2 separate regions of the Mus musculus genome follow, and region 2 is linked to region 1. Evidence: chromatin contacts called from public HiChIP or PLAC-seq data. All regions are on one chromosome and are shown on one strand. Each heading gives the region's core, a stretch centred on a gene start, on an enhancer-like site or on the middle of the called end of the contact. The rest is flanking DNA. Distances are from core to core; before and after follow the strand shown.

Region 1 (6,688 bases), core at 1,781-4,280:
GTAGACCAGGATGGCCTCCAGCTTAGAGACTCACCTGCCTCTACCTCCCGAATGCAGGGATTAAAAGTGTACACCACCACTCCCAGGCTCAACCCAGGTTTTTAACTTCTAGATCCATACTTATGTAACTACAATGTTCAATTCTCTGTGTTGTCACTACTCTGCTTTTGTAAGCTATCCCAGCACCTACATGGGACATCAATGTCTATTGTCCATGAAACCATTTCAAGCCTGACATGGCAGCATCTCACATGTCTTATGTTTTGTAAATAATAGTGTAATTTCCATTTTGCAAGACCAAATATCAGAACAACAGAGTAATTTACCTCAATTCACAGTGTGTAACTGAAAGTCAGGATTGACTGCGCAGTCAGACTCCAACACCTACTTTGCTGATTTCTATGTTAAGTATACATAAATAATGAACTGTAACAGTAATGTGGAGACTATTAAAAATATAAAAGAATTGAATGGCGTTGGAGCAGGCAGTAATTGATAAATGCCTATAATTTCAATGCTCCATTTAATTTGGGGTGAGAATTTTTGTGGAGAGCGGTGAGTGCTTTACCACAGATCCTAAGGCTGTCTTACACATAAAATGGCCCAACATTTTATTTCCATAAACTTTATTTCTAAGAAACAATATGGTTCAAGTAAGAACTCTAAAACACCAATATAAAAATAACAATCGAAAAAAACAAAAACAAACAAACAAACAAAAAAACATAAACTGAATTCACGTCAATTTTATCTAAAGTTTTCTACAGTGGTAGAAATAGTTCCCAATAGTGCTGTCCAACATAGTGGACATGTGTCATATGTCATTTACATACTATTTGAAATGTCAGGTGTAACTTAGAGAATTTTGAATGTTTTGTAATCTAAACTGTTGCATGTGGCTAGTAGCTAACTGAACAACATAGGTGTAGGACATAAAACTCCAAAAAAAGAGGAGTGCAGAAATTCTTACTGCATTTATTTGGACAGTTCATTAATGGCCAAATCAATTTTAATGTCTCTTTACTGTTTCAGCTTCAATTACTTCAAAATATAAACCCTCCAATAGATTTAAATAGATCAAAGCCTTCTATAGTCCCTGCTATCTTGCTATCTTTACACACACACACACACACACACACACACATAATATGCAATGTTAACAAAACTGCTATTAGAGTCATTTTAACTTTTGCCAAGCTAAGACAATTTGATAAAAACACTCAGTTTCAGGTCTCAGGTAACCAGCTGGTTTAAAGAACTTGCTTACCTTGATTCTCCGCTGCCATTTCTAACACTTTCTTCATCACTGTGTCCATTCATTGTAAATATCAAGAAGTTTTAAATAAAACAAAAATCCCCTCAGATTAATAAAAGATGAGTATGAATGCAGATTTCCTCGAATATCAAAATTTCAAAGATGAATTTTCTTCAACATTCACGGGTTTCCTGGGGCTCTCTCTGTGTCACCTGCGGGAAATAGATTAGCAGTTAAGAATATGTGCTGTAGGAAAAGATGTAAGCCCGACTTAGAACTCCCAGAAATGGACCTAGGCCATCAGACTAGAGGTGGCTCGAAGGCCCAGACGCCTTTCACGTACAAGAACTAGGCATCTATTAAGTGCATTCTTGCTTGCTAGGACTTAGCCTGCCACTGCTAGTGCTGTTTTGACAGAAGAGCAACAAACTTTCCAGACTAATTACTACTGTGTAGCACTATTTATATAGATTCCTAAAACAAAGTAACATATACATACTCCCAAAGAGGAGAAAATGCTACTCGGTAACTTCGACAAACAAACGACGAGAGGGTAAGGGTTATGTTTACTGAAGCACTAACTCCTATTACTAAGAACTTCATATCCAGCTAAGGAAAGTTTTTAAATGTTCATTCGGAAAAGAGAGTAATAAAAGGTTATCATGATCTTAGCAAAACTACAAACGTCAAAACAGACAGTTTTTACCAGGTAAACCAATGGTAGAGTGGAAAAAAAAATTATATACCCAGTAAGGTACTTAAGACGCCTTGAAAAAAAACATAAAAAGGCAATACAAAGAATACACACTGTATCTTATTTTCAAGGCAAACGACGGGGACGGGGGTGGGGAGCAAGACAATATTTCCACCTCTCAAGATTTCCGCCAGAGCACTAGAGTCACCTACAAGCCAACCACGAATAAACAAAGGAGATCTCTGGCAGGGGAGGGAGAGGAAGAAGCGGGGGAAGGAGACGTCAGATCCTTCCCCAGCCAGAAAGTACCACCAAGACACACTCGGGACGCAACAGAGTTGTCCTCCGACTCCAGCAGAGACTTAACTGATTATTTCCACTCCAAAGAACAGAGGGGCCAAACAGGCTGCTGCCACCTCCGCCCGGGGGGCCGACTCTGCACCTGGATCAGGATTTCCAACCTGCAGAGCTCAGTCTCCATACCTCTGGGAGAACAGGTCACCTAAGATCCACAGCACTCAACAGTAATTCCTAACGTTAACTATTAATTCCAGCCCCGGTGAAACCGGCCGAAGTCCTCCACCTCCTCTCCGCAAAGTCTGCGCTGAGAAAGTTCACTCGCCTAGGCGCTTTCCCTTTCACCTTCCTCTCGCCCCTCAAGATGGCTTTCCCCGTCCGCTGGACTTCCTTTCCAGCCTCGCCTCCTTTCTCCGTCCGGCCCTAAGTTCTCCTCCGAGCGCCCGGACTCCGGACGCTCCCGCGTCTCAACAATAAGAGCCCCCGAAGTGGCCAGGGCTCCCTCTGCAGCCTCCTTCCCCGCCTGGCAGTTGCCGGGCTCCCGGCTAAGTTTGCCGGGCGGCGCCGCGCGGGGCCGCTGCACCTTCTCCCCGCAGCCGGGCGCCGCGGCCTCCTTCCCGCCTCCCGCTCCCGCAGCCCCGCCGCGCGCCCTCCCGGGCTCGCCCGGCCACCGCCCCCTCCCCCCCACCCGCCCCGCGCTCCCACGTGCTGGTCCCCTCCGCGCGCCGGGCAGCGCCGCCAGGCCGCTGAGGATGCGCCGGGCCGCTCTCCCACGCCCCCGGCGCCGCGCCGGGCCTCGCGGGCCTCGCCCGCTCCCGGCCTCCCCGGCCTCGCCGACCCGTCCTTACCGGCGGGCACAGGGCGAAGGGTGGCGCGGGCCGGCGCCTCGGGCGGAGGATGCCCCGCGCGGGGGCCCGCGATCCTGGATGCCCAGGCCGCGGGACCCGCGCCGCGGACGGCAGAGGGGGAGGGGAGGCAGCGGGCGGAGACGCGCGGAGCTGGGGAGCGGGTCCGACGATCAGTTCATCTCCGGGCGCCCGGGCCGAGCGGGAAGTACCGAGGGCGCCTCCTCCGTCCGCGCTCCCGCCCCGCCGCTTATCGGCCGCCGGCAGCCGCCATGACGCCAAGACCGCGATCGAGCGCAACCGTCTCCGCCGCGCGGCGCCGCCGAGGTCGCTGTCGCCTCCGCCTCCCGAGCGACGTCACCGCCTCGGTTCACTCCCCTTCCCGGCGCGCGGCGGCGGCGCGCACGCCCGGCCTTTCCGCCGACGCGCGGGGGCGGGGCGGGGCGGGGCGGGGCGCCGAGGTGGTGCACGCCCCTCGGGGAAAGCCACCGAGTCCAGCCCAGGCTCGGCCTTCGCACTCGTAACCGGCGCTACCCCTGGCGTTCGTGGGGCTCCCGGGGATGGGCGCTCTGGTCACGGCACGGATGCGCAGGGATCCAGAGCGGGGGCCCAGGACTGCCTGCGGTGGGGGCCGGCCGCGCGCGCCGGGTGTCCGGAGTCCGGTCGGAGCTGCTGCGTCACCCGGGCAGCTAGAGAACTATTGGGCAACCTAGTCGCCTCCCGCTGCGATCTTTGCCTGGGCGACCAGCGACTAAGTCTCCTCCCGGGCGGGGCTTTAGTGAAAGAGAGAAAATAGAGTTCGAGCTGCTGACCTCCCAGGACGCTCCTTGATTCGTGTGTGGGTGGCCCATGCCTGGTTCATAAAAGAACTTTTACAACTGTGCCTGCCTAGATCGCTCCCTGGAATGCGGGTGGAAGGGTGCCGTGCGGAATCGGAACTGGAGGGGCGTTGGTAACTGGATCTAAGGTGCTGCAGCTTAGTTGACAGTTACTGTCATTACTGTATCCGCAGGCCTCAGTATGTCGAAGCAGAATCTCTTCAAGCGTGGTGATGTAGCAATCTATGTACGGTTTTCAATTTTGTTTTTATTATGCTTTTTGGTTTTGAAAGAGCGTTTTATTATGTAGCCCAGGGTGGCCTCAGGGTGATCCTTCGAAGTTTAGGCATTACAGGCAGGCGTGTGCCATCACCACAAGGCTGACTGTTTTTGCAAGGATTTGGAACTTTGTTTGCTTACTTGTTTTTAAATCAAAATTCTTTCTGATTTCATTACCTGGCCTGCAAATAAAAGATTCTTTAAAGACAGTATACAAAGCCAGGCTGGTCTTCCACTTCTCCATCTCCCTGCCTCAGCCTCCGGAGTGGTAGTAAAGGAATTGCTGGTGTACCCACCTTGTGGGTCTAACTTTTTAAAGTTTTCAACTTACTTTTTGAAGTTGCATTTTCTGTAGAGACCTCTCCTTCGAAGTCAAATGAGTTTGGCTGCCATAATATCTCCAAATGATTCTTAAGCTATTTGGGAAATTTCTAATGAAAATTTAAACTTTGCCCGGCGGTGGTGGCGCACACCTTTGATCCAAGCACTTGGGAGGCAGAGGCAGGCTGATTTCTGAGTTCGAGGCCAGCCTGGTCTACAAAGTGAGTTCCAGTACAGCCAGGGCTACACAGAGAAACCCTGTCTCGAAAAACCTAAAAAAGAAAGAAAGAAAGAAAGAAAGAAAGAAAGAAAGAAAGAAAGAAAGAAAGAAAGAAAGAGAAAGGAAAGGAAAGGAAAGGAAAAAAAGAAAAGAAAAGAAAAGAAAAGAAAAGAAAAGAAAGGAAGAAAATTTAAACTTGGAGCTTTATGTTTTGAATAAGATCATAATATACTTCAGTACTCTGTAAACTCTTAGAAACACTGGAGGAAGAAAGACTGGAGAATATAGAGAAATACAATGTATAAAAAATTGCAACAATCTTGCATGTTCAAGTCTTTTTTTTTTTTTTTCCTTTTCCATTTGAGACAAGGTTTCTCAGCATAGGTTTGTGGGTTATTTGTTTGTTTCTCTAGACAGAGTTTCCAGGGTCCTGGTGTTCCCTGTCCTGTTCAAGTCTTAAAAGTAACGAAAAAAAAATACTTGTCAGCTGAGTGACTAAACTCTGTTTCAATTTTTCAAATTAAGTTTTGTTTCTTGTTAGTGTTTGTGGGTGTGCCACAGCCCACGTGAGGCAGTGAAACCAGCTTGCAGGGCTTGATTCTCCCCTGCCACCATGTAAATCCAAGTGCTGGAACTCAGATCTTAAGACTTGGCTGGTATCTTTCCTCACTGAATCGTTCCTCTGGCTCATTCACATCTCTTCTTAGTATATCAAACAACAGCCTAGGGGTGATTATAAACATGTAAATAGCAGAAAATCTAGAAAGTTAGCATCAACTATGAGGGAATTTCATTTTGCTGCTGTACAATTTCCATCTGGAACACTTCACAGACCTTTGGGAGAGTATGACATTTACAGAATCTAACACATTACTTTGTGAATCCTTAACTCTTGAAACATTCTACTAGCAGTGACTGCCAGTGGATGTCTGTGATGGCCAATCTTCGTCGTCAGCTTGATAGGATTGAGAAATATATAGGAGATGTGTAAAATGAACAACTGGATGTGTCAGTGAGGTCCTTTCCAGAGAAAATGAAAGGATTAGGCCTCCAGCTCCTCCTTGCCTGGCTTCAGATTTTGATTGATGCTATGGAAGTGTGGAAGGTAGAGCCTCGGTGGAAGAAGAAGTGAATCACTTGGGGCCGTGCTTTGGAAGAGTAATCTCAGCTCTGGCCCCAAAACAATTAGCCAAAATAAATCTTTTTCCTATAAGTTGATTTTCTTGGAGACCTGATCATAGTGATATGAAAACAAACACCACCACCACCACCACCCCCACCCACACACACACACACGTGGTATTCTTAAACTGATATACTGAGAAACACTTCCAGAATGGTAAAATATGTTCCAGATAGAAAATGGTAGCTCTTTCTCCTTTAATTTTGTGAATCCCAGTATAGGGATAAATATATTCTTTCTCCTACTTAATATTTATATAGAGACAGTCTGACTTAAGATTGCTCCTGTTAGTCTTTTTTTTATTTTATAGCCATAAGGCATTGACATATATTCTGTAGGAACAACTTTTTCTGGGGTAAAGAAATGCCCTATAAGACACAGTGCTGAGCCTGGTGTGGTGGCACACGCCTTTAATCCCAGCACTCGGGAGGCAGAGGCAGGCGGATTTCTGAGTTCGAGGCCAGCCTGGTCTACAGAGTGAGTTCCAGGACAGCCAGGGCTACACAGAGAAACCCTGTCTCGAAAACAAACAAACAAACAAAAAAACAAAACAAAACAAACAACAACAACAACAACAACAAAAAGACACAGTGCTTACCCATAAATCCCCAGTCAAACGTGAACATAGGGTAGACAAAACAAACTCAAGTACCCAGTGTTACTGAGTTATTGTACTCTGTATGACTCATGTGTTATATGCACTTTGGCTTAGGTTAGGGTATCTTCAGTTTTAGCCTGTGACATCAACCCCAGTGCCTTGCCAAACTGGAGGAGAT
Region 2 (6,000 bases), core at 1,057-3,556, 1.8 Mb before region 1:
TATCTAGCTTAGATGTAGATTATGTGCAGTGACCCATAGGACACTGTTTGGAATTTGAAGCAATTCAAAGAATTTGCTCTAATGAGAAAAAAAATTATCCTGTTATGAATTCACTATCAAAAGAGGTGGTGCATTATTGTGAAATTAAGCTTGGATATAAGTGGTTTGAACTTACTGATAATGTAAATGACCCAAATCCCATGACCTTGAGAAAGGAGCCCTTTTTATGTGTCTTGATGAAGTGCAGTGCACTGAGGTAGCACTGTCTCTGTTGAAGGCAATCCTGTCAGGAGGTTCCCACTGTCACCATCGAATCATATAGCAAGGAAAATGATTGCCACCGGTGAAGTAACAAGTGCTGTGTTTTCTTTTTACAAGTTTAAGCCTTGAATTTGCTTGTATTTTATTCAAGGAACAGTATTATTTGTTAGAAAACAGGCCAGCAAGATGGCTCAGTCAATAAAGGTACACGCTGTCAGGCCTGATGACCTGAGTTTGATCCACATCATGGAAGAAAGGAAATAATACTAGCTTCACTAACTAGGTTTTGTAAAAATCCATTTTCCTAAAGTACTTTGAATTCAGCCTCAACTAAAGCATCTACCCTCAGCTGCAGACTTCTGTGATTTCTATTGCGAGGAGATAAGAACTTTCACAAGGTTTAGTTCTAAGATAGGTGTTATCAGGTCATTTTTGGTTGGTTGGTTGGTTGGTTTGCTTTGGTTATGAGAGAGCATGGCCTAAGTGTCAGATGTCCTGCTTGTGTACATCTTGTAGTCTCTCTTCTACCTTTAGCAAAGTTGGATTCAGAACTTAGTCCAAGATCCTTTTCTACACAATGTGCTAAAGCCGACATGTTGCTGAACAATGTAGGATTTCCCAGGCAAGCAAATGAGGAAATCTGAAAAAATTATTTACCTTCCTGAGCCTCTTTTTTTTTCTTCAGAACATCTCACTTACCTGGCCATTTCTAGGGAATCTTCTTTCACACACACATTCTCACAAACTCATGCATGTGCACACATGGGCACACACATACAGAGAGAGGGACATAGAGCCCTTGCTGATTCCTCACTTCTCCATAACTCCTTGAAGTGTCTCCTTTAGAGCATTGGGGCTCAGTGTCAAAATCCAGATCCAAAAGGCCAGTATAACAGCAGGTCAACAAAATGGCCTCACCGTTTAAAAGGCTGGTTTGTGGCCTTTTGTATTGTGGCATCTCTTAGAGTCACTTCTCACAAGTTACTCAGTACTTGTTATGAGGAAAACTATTGTTCTTATATCTCTATATTAGCAAATATTATTGTTAGGATTTTCTAGGATAACATGAAAACTGTCTTATAATTCCTGGCCACACAGAGACTTTGGGTAAGAGAAATCAGCCTCAGACTGACGAGGCATTCAAGATGTATTTTTCCATGGGTAAAGTAATTTATTCAGTAGCTGTTGTGATCTATCTAATGTACACAGGCTGAGTGAAAAAGGCTTAGCTACAGTGTGAGCTGCAAGTGCCTCCTGGCTGCTGTGTAGTGCGTAGATACCCAGAGGCACTTTGTTCCCCATTGACTACACCATACAGCCACGCCTTGGTTCCTAAGGGTGTTCCAAGTGAGTGACAAGAGGCAATGAGCCATTTGCCTGTTGCTGTTTCACCCGAGGGTTCCTTCAGTTCCCTTCAAAGACACCCTTTCTCCTCTGCTTTCTTCTGTGTGGCCAAGTGAGAGTGAGGACAGCTTTTCAAATCAGAATCACAAAGCAGGGAATCTTGATGTAAATGTGCATTCAGAGGAAGAGGGGTCTAGAAGCACTTGAAGCCTAGAGTGCATATCCTTAGTTAAATGACTCAAACAGGAAGTACACCTTCTCATCAGCTTGGTTTCTAGATGACAAGCACAACTGTCTGCCTCACTTCATTGACTTCTAGCCTCAGTAATCAAGGAAGGAATTGTGATATTCTATATCTCCAAGGTCCTTGTTCTAACAACACTCTGTGATATAGCCAGATGTGGGGGTTAGGGGGGAGGGTTGGTAGTTTGTCTCTACCCAATTCTTACCATAGATAGACATGGTAAGATGGTTTAGAGTCCATGTAGTCCTCATGGAAGCAGCACCAGACTCAAACCAATACCAGGAGAAACTCAGAAACTGAAGGAATCCTGAAGGAAAGGAAAGTATGCTCTCCCACTCCACCTCCACCAGACCTCCCTCTTCCCTGGGGCCTCAAGTCTCTCCAGGATGAGGCCCATCCTATCCCACTAAGGTCAGACCAGACAGATCTCTGCTACATATGTGCCAGGGGCCTTGGACCAGCCCGTGCATGCTTCTGATTGGTGGTTCAGTCTCTGGGAGCTCCCAGGGGTCTGGGTCAGTTGAGACTGTTGATCTTCCTATGGAGCCACTCTCCCTTTCAGCTTCTTCAGTTCTTTCCCCCTAATTCAACCTAGGGGGTCCCTGATTTCAGTCCACTAGTTGGGTGTAAGAATTTGCTTCTGTCTCAGTCAGCTGCTTATAAGGCCTTTTCAGAGGGCAGCCAATGCCAGGCTCCCATCTGTAAGCATATCATAGCATAGTAGTGTCAGGCCTTGGTGGTCCCCCTTGGATGGATCCCAAGTTGGGCTGGTCATTGGATCTCCTTTCCTTCAGTCTTCTCTATTTTGATCCCAGCATATCTTTTAGACAGGAACAATTCTGGGTCAGGAATTTCGACTGTAGGTTAATAACCCCGTCCCTTCACTTGAGGCCCTGTCTATCTACTGGAGGTGGACTCTTTGAGTTCCCTTTACCCAGTGTTGATCATTTTGGCTGAGGTTGCCCCCAATGAGTCCTGAGAGTGTCTCACCTCCCAGGTCCCTGGTACCTTTCTAGAGGATCCCCCCACCTCCCACTCCATGAGGTTGCTTATTTCCATTCATATATGTATTTTTAATGAAATTTAAAATTTATAAATAAATAAATAAATAAATAAATAAATAAAAGCAATGCTCTTGATTGAAAAGATGCCAAAGAAAGAATCCCAGGTAAAGTGGTCTAAAATAGAAACTATCCCTTTTATATTTAAAGGGGATCTAAAGGATAGTCTGTCTAATAATTATAAATAATATTTGTCAAAAACTGACAAAGAGCAGCTTTGGAACCACAGGATAAATAGAGGTAGGCAGTGACGTATGGCAATGATGACTGGGGTCAGTGCTATAGCAGCTGATGGAGGTAAGCACTCAAGAGCTGTTGAGGGTTCATGCTGAAAGCCACTAGTTGGGGGCGAGGAGAGGGGCGGTGCTGCTGATGGCAGCCAGCAATTAGAAAAATTACTCAGCAGACTTTTCTCTGAGGGAACAAAGCTGGATCCATTGGGGTTGCTACTCCCAGTGAAAAACTCCAAACTCTTCTAACTCTTTAGGGGCCTGTAAGAAAGAAAAGGAAAGAGAGAAAATTCATAAACACACACATACACACTGAGTATATGCAGCAAAACAGGCTCTAATAACTTAATACATATATACATACATGCCTACAGAGAGGCAGACATACATAACATGTTCACACATTGAATGGATGGAGCAAAGCTCCAACAAGCAGGCCCCAAACATTTCACACATACACATATATACTTGTTTACATGTCTACATTTATGTGTATATGTAGTGTGTAGTTTTTGCTACCCTGCTTTAAGCTCCAGGTGAACAGTGCTACCAGCCCCACCCAGGTTCCCTTGGATCTGTGGATGAAACACACACACACACACACCACACAACCTACTTACAACCTGCCTTATTGGCTCAATTGCTGGGCACTTCTAATCTCCCATGGCTAGTATGTCCTTTCCAATACTCTTAGTTCAGAACCCTAAATCTACCCTCAGCTTAGTTATGCTTCTAACATCTCTCCTGGAAAAGCAGCTTATGGCTGCTCTGCCCGAGATTTCACATGGCTGGTCACCTTTCTCCCTCCAAAGCATGGCGTAATTTCACTTTCTCTTCCTGCTTCTCTTAGCCTCCTGCAGGGACTCAGAAATCCCACCTCTTTCCTTCTGCCCAATTGGCTCCTAGCATCTTTAGTCATTGATCAAGAACCAACTGGGAACAGGACTTTAGCATCAGAACCACCTGCTACGCATATATGCACATATACACACAGGCTTCAACACACTTTATTTTTTCTTCCATAGCTTATATATCCCAGCAAAATCTTTCAAGCAGTATAAAATTACAATATAATTACATTCTATTTTTCTTCTAGTGAATGACTATGGAAAAACAGTATGTTCCCAATAGCTTTACATAAAAAACATTATGTAAACAAAACAAATTATTCCCAAGAACCCATATATATTCGTAACTAAGCAATTTATTATAGATTAACAAAGTATGAGCAAGCAAGGTAGTTCTCAACCAGTTTCTCTTACTGGCAGGCAGCAATTAAATATAAAACTCATGCATTTGACCAGATGCTAACAGTACTTCATGATGAAAAGCACAAGTTAGTTATAGAAGAGAGCTTCCTTAACATTTAAAAGGAATCTTCGAAAACCATACTGTTAAAATTGTCTTTAGTGTTGAAAAAAATGAAATTAATTTCTTGGGCTGAAGAGATGGTTCAGTGGTTAAGAGCACCGACTGCTCTTCTGAAGGTCCTGAGTTCAAATCCCAGCAACCACATGGTGGCTCACAACCTTCCGTAATGAGATCTGACACTCTCTTCTGGTGCATCTGAAGACAGCTACAATGTACTTAGATATAATAATAAATAAGTCTTTTTAAAAAAAGAAATTAATTTCTTTAACAGTAGTCTTTTCAAGCTACTTCTATCCAGCATCATTTGAAAATTCTATCCAAGAAACTATGTCAAGAAAAATTTTAAAAAGGTGTCAATATTAGAAAACAACATACCAAATTACATTCATTACAAATGGCATAATCATATGTGTAAAAAACCTTAAGGTACACACCCACCAATCTGAATATAAACCTATTCTAGGCCATAAGTTTGCAGAGGATAACATCCGTATATAGAGGCAGTTTCTTTTTAAACAGTAACAATGAATGTGATCAGTATGAATTAAAGAAACTAATTTCACAGACTAAACACATACTCCAGTGGTAGGACCATATTTATTGTGCATGAAATACAGTTTTTGATCCCTAGAATCATAACAAATGAAGACAGATAAGGGAGAAAGAAGGAGGCCATTCAGTATTTGTCCACCAAAATCTATTAAACAATGCTCAGATAAAGAACTTAATAAATAATTTATTAAATGCTCTGTTTGTTCATGAATAGGAGGAGATTGGATAGTGTTAAGATGAAAATATCTCTAAGTTGATCTGCTGAGTCAGTACAATTTCTGTAATCCTACTTAGCCCCTTGGTTAAAACTAAAAAAATAAAAATAAAAAGGCTCTAAAGCCCCACAGAACCTTAAAGAACCCAGAGAAGCCAAAACAGTTTTGAAGTAAGAAAAAACAGAGGACTTATACTAACACAATCTCAACCTCATAGCCATAGTACTTGGAATGATGTAGGACAGACAGACAGACTGATCAACGGCACAGAACTAAAATTCTAAATAAATCCTTATATTTAAGGATAGTGATTTTTGACAAGGCGATGAGGCTACCATGGCAATTCATTGAGGAACAGTTCTCGGTAACAGTATTGCATTGCGTATTCTCATGTGAAAGAATAAACTGGAACCACTTTCTCTAGTTCTATAAAAATAATCATAATAATAATTCAAAATGGATCAAAACCAGGATTCTAATAGCTAAAATTATTAAACTCTTAGAAGACTGAATAAACTTTATGACCTTGTATTAGGGGACAGTTATTATTATATGACAACAAAAGCACAGACAATGAGATAACATAGGTAAAAAAGAAAGTTCACCAAAATTAAGAACTTTCTGAAAGGATACTTTCAAGAAAATGAAGAAACAACAGAGAATGCCACAAAATATTTCTAAATCTTATACAATGAACTCAATAATGAAAATATAACCCAGAT

What was found. HiChIP or PLAC-seq counts read pairs in DNA pulled down with a chosen protein or histone mark.
Region 2: an H3K27ac HiChIP or PLAC-seq map of large pre-B cells shows a contact between it and region 1, with 4 times the contacts expected there. The contact joins the enhancer-like site here to the promoter of 5830433I10Rik in region 1. A contact is called at or near these places in 3 of 39 promoter capture datasets (hippocampal neurons, liver and pre-B cells) and 2 of 115 datasets of contacts at active chromatin or transcription factors (embryonic stem cells and large pre-B cells).

The regions. Positions count from the first base shown.
Region 1 is chr17:15,701,719-15,708,406 of GRCm38.p6, reverse strand. 5830433I10Rik (a long non-coding RNA gene) reads left to right here and starts at 3,030. Exons shown (of 2, transcript XR_001782213.2): 1 at 3,030-4,093; 2 at 5,639-6,688. Chd1 (chromodomain helicase DNA binding protein 1) reads right to left here and starts at 3,440. Exons shown (of 36, transcript NM_007690.3): 1 at 3,095-3,440; 2 at 1,268-1,467. The coding sequence starts at 1,320.
Region 2 is chr17:17,512,392-17,518,391 of GRCm38.p6, reverse strand. Gm41537 (a long non-coding RNA gene) reads right to left here. Exons shown (of 3, transcript XR_876645.1): 3 at 5,090-6,000. Among named protein-coding and RNA genes, the nearest start is that of Gm41537, 24 kb to the right of the region's middle. Within about 2 kb of position 2,306, at least 20 of the 459 cell types and tissues checked have an H3K27ac peak or open chromatin away from gene starts, as enhancers often do.